Regions from separate parts of the Sus scrofa genome. Here region 2 is linked to region 1. The links are chromatin contacts, called in public Hi-C maps. All regions are on one chromosome and are shown on one strand. Each heading gives the region's core, a stretch centred on a gene start, on an enhancer-like site or on the middle of the called end of the contact. The rest is flanking DNA. Distances are from core to core; before and after follow the strand shown.

The links. A called contact is a pair of places that touch in the nucleus more often than the background predicts.
Region 2: a Hi-C map of omental adipose tissue shows a contact between it and region 1, with 1.5 times the contacts expected there. The contact joins two enhancer-like sites. A contact is called at or near these places in 7 of 47 Hi-C or Micro-C datasets (embryonic fibroblasts, fibroblasts, heart right ventricle and 3 more) and 1 of 2 datasets of contacts at active chromatin or transcription factors (skeletal muscle).

Annotation. Positions count from the first base shown.
Region 1 is chr8:40,502,181-40,508,188 of Sscrofa11.1, forward strand. No RefSeq gene overlaps it. Among named protein-coding and RNA genes, the nearest start is that of LNX1, 32 kb to the left of the region's middle. Within about 2 kb of position 4,456, at least 12 of the 83 cell types and tissues checked have an H3K27ac peak or open chromatin away from gene starts, as enhancers often do. A contact at or near this core is called in omental adipose tissue, where this site is marked.
Region 2 is chr8:40,642,168-40,648,174 of Sscrofa11.1, forward strand. No RefSeq gene overlaps it. Among named protein-coding and RNA genes, the nearest start is that of LNX1, 170 kb to the left of the region's middle. Within about 2 kb of position 1,559, at least 14 of the 83 cell types and tissues checked have an H3K27ac peak or open chromatin away from gene starts, as enhancers often do. A contact at or near this core is called in omental adipose tissue, where this site is marked.

The DNA.
Region 1 (6,008 bases), core at 3,206-5,705:
CCCTGGCCAGCCTCCCCCAGTGCTCTAAGGTCATGGATGACGACTGGGCCAAGAACACATCTCTCTCCCCAGCGAGGCAGGAAGCAAGTTCCAAGAGACAGCTGGGTTGGGTGGCTGCACATTGGCCCGGTCTCTCTCTGTCTCTCTCTCCCGCCTTTGTAGGATGGAGTTTGAGTGAGATCCCAAGAGCAGTACTCCAGATAAGAGCGTGAGGTTTCTGACAGAGAAACGCAAATATAAGTAAGATAACTTATATGTGGAATGTAATTTAAAATGATACAAAAGAACTTATTTACAAAATAGAAAGAGACTCACAGGCTTTGAAATCAAATTTATGGTTACCAAAGGGAAAACATGAGGGGATTATAAATTATGAAGTTGGACTTAACATAGATACACTATTGTATATAAAATAGATAACTAACAAGGACCTGCTGTATAGCACAGGGAACTGCACTCAATCCTCTGTAATAACCTATATGGGAAAAGAATCTGAAGAGAGTGGATATATGTATATGTATGGCTGATTCACTTTGCTGTACACCCAAAACTAACATAATATTGTAAGTTAACTATCCTCCAGTACAATTAAAACAAACAAACAAACAAAAAAAAGAGCATGAGGTTTCCTTGCCAGGGTTTCCTTTTTTTTTTTTTTTTTTTTTTTTTTTCCAACAACATATGGGAGTTCCCAGGCTAGGGGTAGGATTGGAGCTACAGCTACCAGTCTACACCACAGCCACAGCAACACCAGATTGAGCGTGTCTGTGATCTACACCACAGCCCACGGCAACACCTGATCCTTAACCCAATAAGCGGAGCCAGGCATTGAACTGAGTCCTCATGGATACTCGTCGGGTTCATTACCACTGAGCCACTACGGGAACTCCTTCTTGTCAGGGATTCATCTTGAGCTTGCTTTAGTGACTGACCCCTCTGCTCCTAACTCTTTCTCTGAGCTCCTGTAAGCTCCCTGACCCTGTTTACTCTTCTTCCTTTTGCAGCAAACCCTTCCATCGGTGCACATCTGGGGATTCCCGGGGCTGTGACACAGCGTGGGGTCACCCTCAGCTTCACCACCCCAGCACAGGCCCCTGAGTACATATTACGATCTTGTCCCCCAGCCACCTGCGCTGGCCTAGAATCCTAACTCATAAAGAAAACAAAACGACATATGCGATTTTTAAAAGTATCTGTTAAATACTTAAGGTGTGCCTGATACTAGGCTAAGCATTTTATGCTCTTTTATTTTATTTCTGATTGAACAGTCCTACAAAACAGGCTCAGTGATCATCTCTAGATTACACCCAGCATAAACAGCAGTTTAGAAATATTATAGGACCTGTCAAAGATGTGGCAGAAGTGGAATATGGACACAAGCCTGTTGGGTTAGTCTTCATGTCTTACCCGCTGCCCCACACATCCCAGAAAACAGTAGGAGTTTATAGCATCTCTTTTCTACAGTCTTCCTCATTCAACATTCAAGCTACTGTACCTATTATCGTTATAATTAAACATATTACATGGATCAGTTAAGTACCCAACCAGTATTTATTGAGTATGTTACCTTCTCTGGGCAAGACACTATCTGAGTCTATACAGGCCAAAAAAAAAAAAAGTGTGATGTATAGTATTTGAATATTTAGCTTACAGTTTACTAACAGTTGTACTCAGGTTGGGAGCGGGTCTTGCGTTTCCCAGATTGGAGATACCCCAAACAGGTCTCTGCCAGCCAGGAACCCCAGATCTCTGGCCAGGAACCCCAGGTCTGCCAGCCTGGAGGAAGGAGATCCAGGAGGGAACCCCACAGGATCTACAGGAAAAGTCCACACTCAGGCCAAAGGGCCAGGGCCACACCAGGAAGATCAAGCCAGGGGCTGATGCAACCTGGGAAACCCTGGCATTCCAAAGAATTTCAGATTCAGATGCTCCTTACTCTGGCATCCTCTGGGAATCTGGCTGGTCCCAGGGTTTCTCTAGGATAACCCCCTGGCCAGAAGCCACTGTGCCCTTATACTGAGTCAAAGCCTTAGTTTATATCTAGAAAAAAGCCCTACCTCTCTGGGTTCCCAGTTTTGTTCTTTATTCATGTTATTCATCCTTCCTGCCATCCATCCCAGAAATGTTTCTTGAGCATCTACTATGTTCTAGTCCCAGGGAGACAGAGATGCACTTAAAAAGTGATGCATATGACATAACCAATAGAATTAACATCACTGTACGATATACACAACATTTGTTAAGAGAGTAAATCCTAAGAGTACTCATCACAAGAAAACAGTTCTTTCTTTTTCTTCTTTTTTGTATCTATATGAGATGATAGATGTTCACTAAACCTGTGGTAATCATTTCATGACATATGGAAGTCAAATCATTATGCTGTATACCTTAAACTTACACAGTGCTCTATGTCAATTAAATATCAACAAAACTATAAGAAAAAAAGGAAGAAGAAACAAAATATCATCAGCTGCTGAACCCAATAACAAATTCTGGTATGTCCATACAAAGGAATATTACTCAGTAAGCAAAAGGAATTCAATATTCATATATACAATAATATGGATGAACCTTAAAAACCAGCTAAATCTCACCCCAAGGAGAAAATATCTTTCTCCTTCCTTTGTATTGCATTATATGAGATGGCTAATGTTATCTAAACCTAGCATAGCGATCATTTCACCATCCATGTCATTTACATCCATGATGTAAGGTACGTCATGCTCTGTACCTTAAATGTATGCAATGATAGCCACCAATTATTTCTCAATAAAACTGGAAGCAGGAGTTCCCATTGTGGCACAGTGGAAATTAATCTGACTAGGAACCATGAGGTTGGAGGTTCGATCCCTGGCCTTGCTCAGTGGGTTCAGGATCCAGTGCTGCCGTGAGCTGTGTAGGTTGCAGACACACCTCGGATCTGGATCTGGTGTTGCTGTGGCTGTTGGCGTAGACCAGTGGCTACAACTCTGATTGGACCCCTAGCCTGGGAACCTCCATATGCCATGGGTGCAGCCCAAAAAGACAAAAAAACAAACACACAAAAAAATAATGCAGGGCAACCTTGCCTTCCAGGAGCTCAAGCTCTGATGCAGGAGGTAGAAAAGAGAAAAAGGGGTGTGTAGAATACAAAGAGCAGCAGAGGATGTCATCACAGGCCACGAAATCTCAGGGTGGACCTCTGACCTGGTCTTCATGGGGGGGTGGGGTGCTGGCGGTGTGTATGAGTGCCCCCACCTGTACCCTCAAGGGGGAGGGGAGGACATACAGGGGCTTCCAAAGGAGACTGTTGGGCACACTTACTTCCTTCTCTGGATGCTTCCCTCCCTGTGGACACCTCCACTAGAGCACCACTCCTGGCCTCCTGCCACCCTTTGTGCATCTCCCCAGGGAGGGGTGGGGGAGGGATGATTTGTCTAATCAGTGAGTCCTGGGAGAGGGAACTGAGAGTAATGCAGGCATCTCCCTGGTGGGAATCATTCCTTCTGCTCCCTAGTGCTGTAAACTTTTTAGAGGCAGGCTTTTGCCAGGAAGGTACCACTCTTAACCATCCCAGCAAAGGTCTGAGAAGTATATTCAGCACAGGAGGAAAGACTGGGGAGTCGTGTGGAGAATACAAATATATTGTATATTATATATATTATATGTTATATAATATATGTTATATATATAGTGTATATGTGTATATATATATACATTGTGTATATATTGTATATAGGTAAATATTGTATATATGTTTATATATGTATATATTATATATACATATATATAGTGTGTGTGTGTGTGTGTGTGTGTGTGTGTGTGTGTGTGTATATATATATATATATATATATATTATATTGCTTTTATATTGCTTTTTAGGGCTTCACCTATGGCATATGGAAATTCCCAGGCTAGGGGCTGAATCCGAGCTAAAGCTGCTGGCCTACACCAGAGCCACAGCAACATCAAGTCCTTAACCTGCTCAAGCCCAGGGGTCCAACCCACATCCTCATGGAACCTGCTGAGCCACAACGGGAACTCCCGGATACTATATTTGAAGCCACACTCACCAACCCAGCTTTTATCAGCACTGTCATTTTGATCTCCGTGTGCCTCACTGGGCTCCCCCAAGCCCCCATGTACGAGATGCTGACCTGGAGTCTGGGCAGCCGTGCAGACTGGCAGCTGGGGTGGCACACCCCTCTGGCTGGACAGAGGGTGATCCTCCCTTTGCATGCACTGAGCCCTGCAGAGACAGGAGACACATGGTCAGGGACTTTGCCGCATGCCCTGCTTAAGAGCTTCCTGTTACAGGATGAAAGAAGCAAATCTGGACTGTCTTTTTTTAAGAGCTTGTAGCAGTTGGACAAAGGTCACGAACAGCCTTTGGTCCAAGCCTGGAACTCCCACTGAGGTCCCACATCAGACTCTTGGGGGAGCAGCCTACCTTCCTCTCGGTCTGCCTTTATTTTGAAAGGGCCCCTGGTGCTCATGTGCTCTGGCTCGCTTTTCTGGAACACCTTTGCCCTGTTGTTTCTTGTGCTTGTTGACTTCCTGTGGAGCTAAATGTGGGATCATATTTGTTCCTAGAAGAAAATGCCGTAACCATATTAACCCGTACTTCTTGCAAGGCCCATTGGGATGACTGCCCCCTTTTGTCAGATGACATTTTACTGAGATGCAAAGGGGGACCCAAGGTGGCAGATTGCCCAAAAAAGCACTGGCAAAACTCCAGCGGGTCCCGCTTATACAGCTTTTCGTGTTCTCACATCAGACAATGCCCTTTCCTCCTTGATTCCATCAGCTGGTTCCTCATCTGGTACAAGTTGGTTCCTTCCTCTCAGGTTTTGACACCAAAAGCTTCCGAGTGACTAACAGGCCAGTAGAGGGAGCTGTGTTAAACAGTTTCCCTAAGTTGAATGTAAAATACTTGAAATTAGCCAAACAGGTGGGCCCGTGTATTCTTTGCAAGCTCCATTTATCAGCGGGTGGTTACCTAGTCAAAAGCTCCAAATCAGGGAAACACTTTGGCAAGCTGTTATCTTGGGGTTTGTGGGCTGCCCTAGATTGTGCATCTTGCTTCCATCAGCAAAGCTTGGTTTTGGCTCAAAACGAGAGTTGCCACAATTCCACAGGCTTGTAGATCCCAGAGGTAGAGCCTGGCTCCAGGGAAGTGAGAGAGATGGGCGATTCTGCTGACCTTGCATACCGGACAGGGCTGCTCATGTCTCCAGAGATAGATTCTGTGCCAGGGGAACCTATGACTTAGGGGGTTGGTTAGCGACTGGCTTTGAGGGCAGTGGCTGGGAAGGAGATGCAGTAATAGGAGAATCTTGGAGAAACATTTGGAACCAGTGCTCACCTAACCCATGAGCTCTTGTGGGGCCTCAGACTGGGCTAAATTCAAGTCCTGGGCAGGCCTTGGTAAAGAATTTTATTGAAGAGGAGTTCCTGTCATGGCACAGTGGAAACAAACCCGACTAGGAACCATGAGCTTGCAGGTTCAATCCCTGGCCTCACTCAACGGGTTAAAGATCCAGTGTTGCCGTGAGTTGTGGTATAGGTTGCAGACACGGCTCGGATCTGGCATTGCTGTGGCTGTGGTGTAGGCCAGCAGCTACAGCTCCGATTAGACCCCTAGCCTGGGAACCTCCATATGCCACAGGTGCAGCCCTAAAAAAGACAGAAAAATGCAACAAAAAAAATTATTGAAGAAACCTCTGTGACCAAGACCATGATGAAATTGGAAAATATCAAGCAAAAGCAACGGGTGTGTATATGATATAAGAACAGGAATTACCAAAATTGATTGCAGGGCATGAAAGATGACAACGGCAGAGACAGAAAAGCTGGCAAAACTAACACCTTTCAAGACCCACCATTGCTCTTTTTTTTTTTTTCTTTTTTTCTTTTTTAGGGCTGCACTTGCGGCATATGGAGGTTCCTAGGCTAGGGGTCTAATTGGAGCTATAGCTGCCGGCCTATGTCACAGCCACAGGAACGCAGGATCTGAGGCACATCTGCAA
Region 2 (6,007 bases), core at 309-2,808, 140 kb after region 1:
ACTATTTACAATAGCCAAGACATGGAAGCAATCTAAGTGTCCACTGACAGATGAATAAATAAAGATGTGGTACATATATACAATGGAATACTATTCGGCCATAAAAAAGAATGAAATAATGCCATTTGCTGCAATCTGAGTGGACCTAGAAATTATCATACTAAGTGAAGAAAGTCAGAAAAAGACAAAGATCATATGTTATCACTTATCACCAAAATCTTTAAAATGCTACAAATGGAATCTTAAAGAAATGATACAAATGAACTTATTTACAAAAGAGAAATAGACTCGCAGACACGGAAAACAAATTTGTGATTACCAAGGGAATAGAGGAAGGGATAAATTAGGAGTTTGGGATTAACATATACACTCTACTACATATAAAACAGATAAACAAGGAGTCACTATATAGCACAGGGAACTACACTGACTATCTTGTAATAACCTATAATGGAAGAGAATATAAATATAAATATATTTTTATAAATATAAAACAATCATTTGGCTATATACTTGAAACCAGCACAACATTGTAAATCAACTATATTTCAATAAAAAAATAAGAAAAGAGTACACACCCAGGTGAGTAGGAGAAGATATGTGCGCATGCTCACATATATGCTTATTCATGTGGTCACATTCCAAAATCTGTTGGATGGTTTAGGATTGCCTACCCCTGTGCAGTATTTACTCCTCATCTCCACCTTGTTAGCACAGATAAATTTTTTTTTTGCTTTTTAGGGCCACATCTGTAGCATATGGAGGTTCCCAGGCTAGGGGTCGAATCAGAGCTACAGCTGTCTGCCTATGCCACAGTCACTACCATGCAGGATCTGAGCCATGTCTGCAACCTACACCACAACTCACAGCAATGCCAGATTCTTAACCCACTAAGCAAGACCAGGAATTGAACCTACATCCTCATGGATGCTAGTAGGATTCATTTCTACTGATTCGCATAGGAACACCAGCACAGATCACTTAGAGTGGGTTAGATGCCTAGAAAGAATATCTGTGGGGAAATGGGACAAAATTGGCCCATGGCAGAGGCTGGAAGAAAGACATTCCAGCAGCCCCGTCCTGAGGACCTGTAAGCCCAGAGCTCTCCTGCTGACACTGCCACCTCCAGCTCCCCATTCTGTGCATCTGACGAGGCTAACTTGGCTCTACCTCCCTCTTTCTTACTCCTCTGCAGAAACAGGAATTGTGCAGCAATTGAATTAAGAAGTCAAGCTATTTTTAGGCTTGTTCAATAACTCTCCTCTCTCATGAAATAAAGTCCAGCCTCTTTAAAAATATTCCACAAGGCTCAGCAAGCTCCAACTCCTGTGCTCACTCACATTTCAAAATTTCCTGCCTCACATATTCAAATTTAGTCATTTGCTACTTTCTTGCAATTCCTCCAATTTACTCTAAGATCCCCTCTATTTACAACTCTCTGGCACATTCCCTTCCCTCACCAAATTTCCCTGACCAGGGACCCTGACCCCAGCCCTAGGCTTAGCTCCTTCCCCCTCATCTCTTATGTCACAGTCTAGACATCACTTCTTCCAAGAAGCCTTCCCCGACCCTTCCACAAAGCTGGGTTGGCTGACCCTTCTCTGGCCTCCCTTAGCAAATAGACTACCCATCTCACAGCGTTCCCTACACTTCCCTGTGACTGAGTCTCTGTATTGATCCATTTCCCCCACCACCACCACCAACCCCCCCATGGGGCTATAAACTCCACGGGGGCTGAAGCTCTCTGCATTGCTCTGCACCATATCCCCAGGGTTGTCTTAGAGCCTTCCCAGGGCAGTTGCTCAGAAAATACCTGGTGAATGAAAGGATTCGCCACTGGATCAATCTCAGCCTTGTCGCAAAGTGCAGCGGTAAGATTCCATTGCCAGATTCCCAAATCACAAATTCTCCTTCCTGAATCTCTCAGATGAATGGCATAATACAATTCAGAGACCAGCTCTCTGAAGTTATCTTCCTCAAACATTTAGGAAGTATGGGTCAGGAGTTCCCGTTGTAGCTCAGCAGGTTAAGAACCCAACTAGTTAGTAGGTTCTATTCCTGGCATTGCTCAATGGGTTTAAAGATGTGGCATTGCTGCGAGCTACGGTATAGGCTGCAAACGAGGATCGGATCTGGCGTTGCTGTGGTTGTAGCATAGACAGGCAGATGCAGCTCTGATTTGACCCCTAGCCTGGGAACTTCCATGTGTCACAGGTGTGGCCCTAAAAAGAGGGAAAAAAAATTTTTAAATAGAAGGGGTGGAGGGCTCCCTCTCACCAACAAAAATCAAGTACAACCTCATATTGCCGGCCCTTCTATAGTTGAGTCAGCCAGTTGGGATTATGCTTTCTCCTATCAGACTTCCTAAATAGATCATGAGATTCAAAACTGTTTAATGGGGCCTATACTCAGCCTTCCGAGAAAACCTGCTTCCCGTTTTCATGACAAAGCTTATGTGCTCCACGGCCCTGAGCATCTGCTTATATTTTTTTTGTCTCGTGGCGTAATAAAAGACAGACACACAGAGTCACACACAGGCTCAACAACACCGTTATTCTTCACTGTTCTTATGCAAACTGAACTGCCAAATTCATATTCTAATAGGATGACAAGAAACTATTTCCCTAACGCAATCATGAATCAGGCTGTGTCAGACAGGACTGTTCCCCGCAACGCCCTTCCTGGTTGGAAAGCAAAACGTGTAAGCTGGATGGTTTCAGAGAAACAAATTGCTTCTGGCTGCAGAATGAGATGACTGTAGAGCTGACCAAGAAAAACATAAAAACACACAAAAACACTCCTATTACTTCAAATTAGGACGCCTACATTCCTGGGGCCAGATAGCAAAACTATTTTACCCCCTTAAGACATGATGCTAGAGTTAGTCAGACATTTCCAGGATTTGCGCTCCATGGAAAAATTGGTTGACCCCATTTGCTGAAAACTGTTCTAAGAGGGGTTTGAGGGGTTTGTTGTAAGCATATCCACTGAAGAATAAAGCTTCTGAATGCCATTAAGGGGAGGTTCTCTCCACAATCCTGGCCACCACTTCAATGACTGGAATTGTACAAAGAATTTTAAGGCTGTGGGGGGTGGCTCAGAAAGGGGATCGTAAAATGTCTCTCCACCCAATGGCTAGAGTGGGATCCATGACCATATGCTTTGCCTCTTTCAATTCTCTGGGGTGTCCAAACTGGCAAGGTAATCCACTTTTTCCATACTATTGACTGCCCAGAGTCAAAGCTCATTCTTTGCTCTCTCTACCACTGATGTGTAACACAAATTAAGGGGTGTCAAAAAATGTAGTGGGTAACTTGAAGGAAACGCTGGCAGCTGCTGAAAGAGATAAACCCGAAAAGGTCTTCAACTTAATACAACAGAAGTTTGTAAAGGCCAGCGGGTAGGGGTGGGTGATAGGGAGGCTCCATGCAGTCATTCAGGGACCCAGGTTGATGGAGGCTCTACCATCAATATGTCTTCCAAAGTCCCCCTAGGCATTGACCTCCAATCAGCTTACAGATGAAGAGAGAAGATGGAAGACCACGTGAGGTTTCTACGGGCCAGAACTAGAAGTGGCATAAAGCACTAATACCCACAGAACTTGGGCACTTAGCCTCGTGTAACTACACAGAAAGCTGGACAAGGGATCTTTCCAGCTGTGGGCTCAGGAAGTGGAGGAAACTCATGGTTTGGTGAACACAAACCATTCTCTGCCACTGTCCAACATTTAAGTCACCAAATATCCATCTCACTTTTCCTCTCACATCAACAACAAATAGTTTTCCTCCACATTGAGACAACCCAAAGCCCCATCAAATCACTGCAATGTCCAGGACCTCCAGAGGATGCAGACTCCTCTCTGTTGTCTAGCAATCACATCCAGGTGTGATCCAACCCCCTGGGATCAAAATATCTCACACATGCTCACATAAAACTACACAGTGGGGAGTAGAGACAGAGTAACCACAATGAAAACTTCTCCTCACAAAAAAAATCATGAGGAATACACAGCATAAATATGCCATAGTAATGATGAAATTTCACTGGACAGATATATAAAAATCTCTGTTCTGAAGACAGAATAGTTATCTTGATTAGACCCTGATTTTCCTCCCTATGAGCATATTAGACAGAGGTCTATTATTCTCCATAATTCATGGCTCCATCCTCTGGGACATTCTTCCATGTTCGTCATGACCTCATTGGCTGTATCTGAAGTGAGCATTAGAAAAAATGCCCTTTAAGGAATTTCCCAGCCATGAAAACTTGTCCCTGCATGTACAAATTGTAGGGCCCAAATACTGTTATTATTTATTTATTCATCTTTTTAGGGCTGGACCCATGCCATATGGAAGTTCCCAGGCTAGATGTCAAATCAGAGCTGTAGCTGCCAGCCTACACCACAACAACAGCAACGCCAGATCCAAGCCACGTCTGTGACCTATACCACAGCTCACAGCAATGCCAGATCCTTAACCCACCGAGCAAGGCCAGGGATTGAACCCATGTCCTCATGGATCCTGGTTGGGTTCATTACAGCTGAAACACAACAGGAATTCCCCAAATATTATTTTTAAAATGGGGAAAGGAAAGGCTTTTCTCAAGTAGGAAAAATGCTTTTTCAGTCCAGTTTCATGGTTCTTTATTGATATTTCTTTGGTAATAAAATTTCCTTAAAAATACAGTATGTTTCTTATCTGTCTGCTTCCTGTCAACTTCAAGTGTCAGTTCTGAGATATAATTCTAAAGCCTGATACATTTCTTTGTTCTCTTGCCCTCATGATTCTCTCTTGACTTAATGGCAACCAACTTCAGGCCATCTGGCTTATATAGAAAACCCATATAATGTGATCTTTGCTATAAACCTGCAACCATAACAAGCCATTGTTGTTTAAAAGACTTCTCCGTCTTATTTCCTACTATTTGGGGTTGTGAAACAGATGGCCTTTTAAACCTTTCAGTACCCAAATATCTAGACTCCTTATATCCCTTTTTATTTATTCTTTCAAATCATCAAATCTTTGTCCAAACTCATCTCTTTCTTCTAATAATACATCCAGCCACAAACAGCACACACTATTAACATTCTATCTTCCAAAATTTTCCCATGAAGTTATAGAATCTGTCTTCCTGCCACATGAGCTCAAGTACAGCTTTGATAAATGTGTTTGCCACTGCAAGATTTGAGTCACTATATTCCAACCTACAATATCACTGCCTGCCATCTGACTACTAAAACAATGTCACTTGATTTAATTAGAATATTTAGTCCTCTTATATTTAGTGCAGTTAATGATATACTAGAGTTTTTATTGACCATCCTACCATTTATTTTATATGTAACCCATATTTCTTTTTCTCTCTTTTCCTGACTTTTTTTTTGATGAATCATATCTTTCATTACTCCTTCTCTTATGCACATTTTACTACTCATTTAATGTTAAAATATATTTCCTATACTATGAACAATTATATGCCAACAAATTTGACAACCTAGAAGAAATAGACGGCTTTCTAGAGACTTAGAGCCCACAAAACTGAATCAAGAAGAAATAGATCAACTGAACAGACCCATCACTAGAAATGAAATTGAATATATAATAAAAACACTCCCTACAAACGAAAGTCCAGGCCCAGATGGCTTCACAAGTGAATTCTACCAAACATATGAAGAGGAACTTATACCCATCCTCCTTAAACTTTTCCAAAAGGTTGAAGAATAAGGAACACTCCCAGACATTCTATGATGCCACCATCACCCTAATGCCAAAACCAGACAAAGATACTACCAAAAAAGAAAATTATAGACCAACGTCTTTGATGAATATAGATGCAAAAATTCTCAAAAATTCTAGCCAACCAAATCCAACAACATATAAAAAAGATCATACACCATGACCTAGTGGGATTCATCCCAGGTTCACAATAATGGTTCAACATACACAAATCAATCAACATCAAATACCACATTAACAAAAGTCAAAAACCACATTATCATCTCAATAGA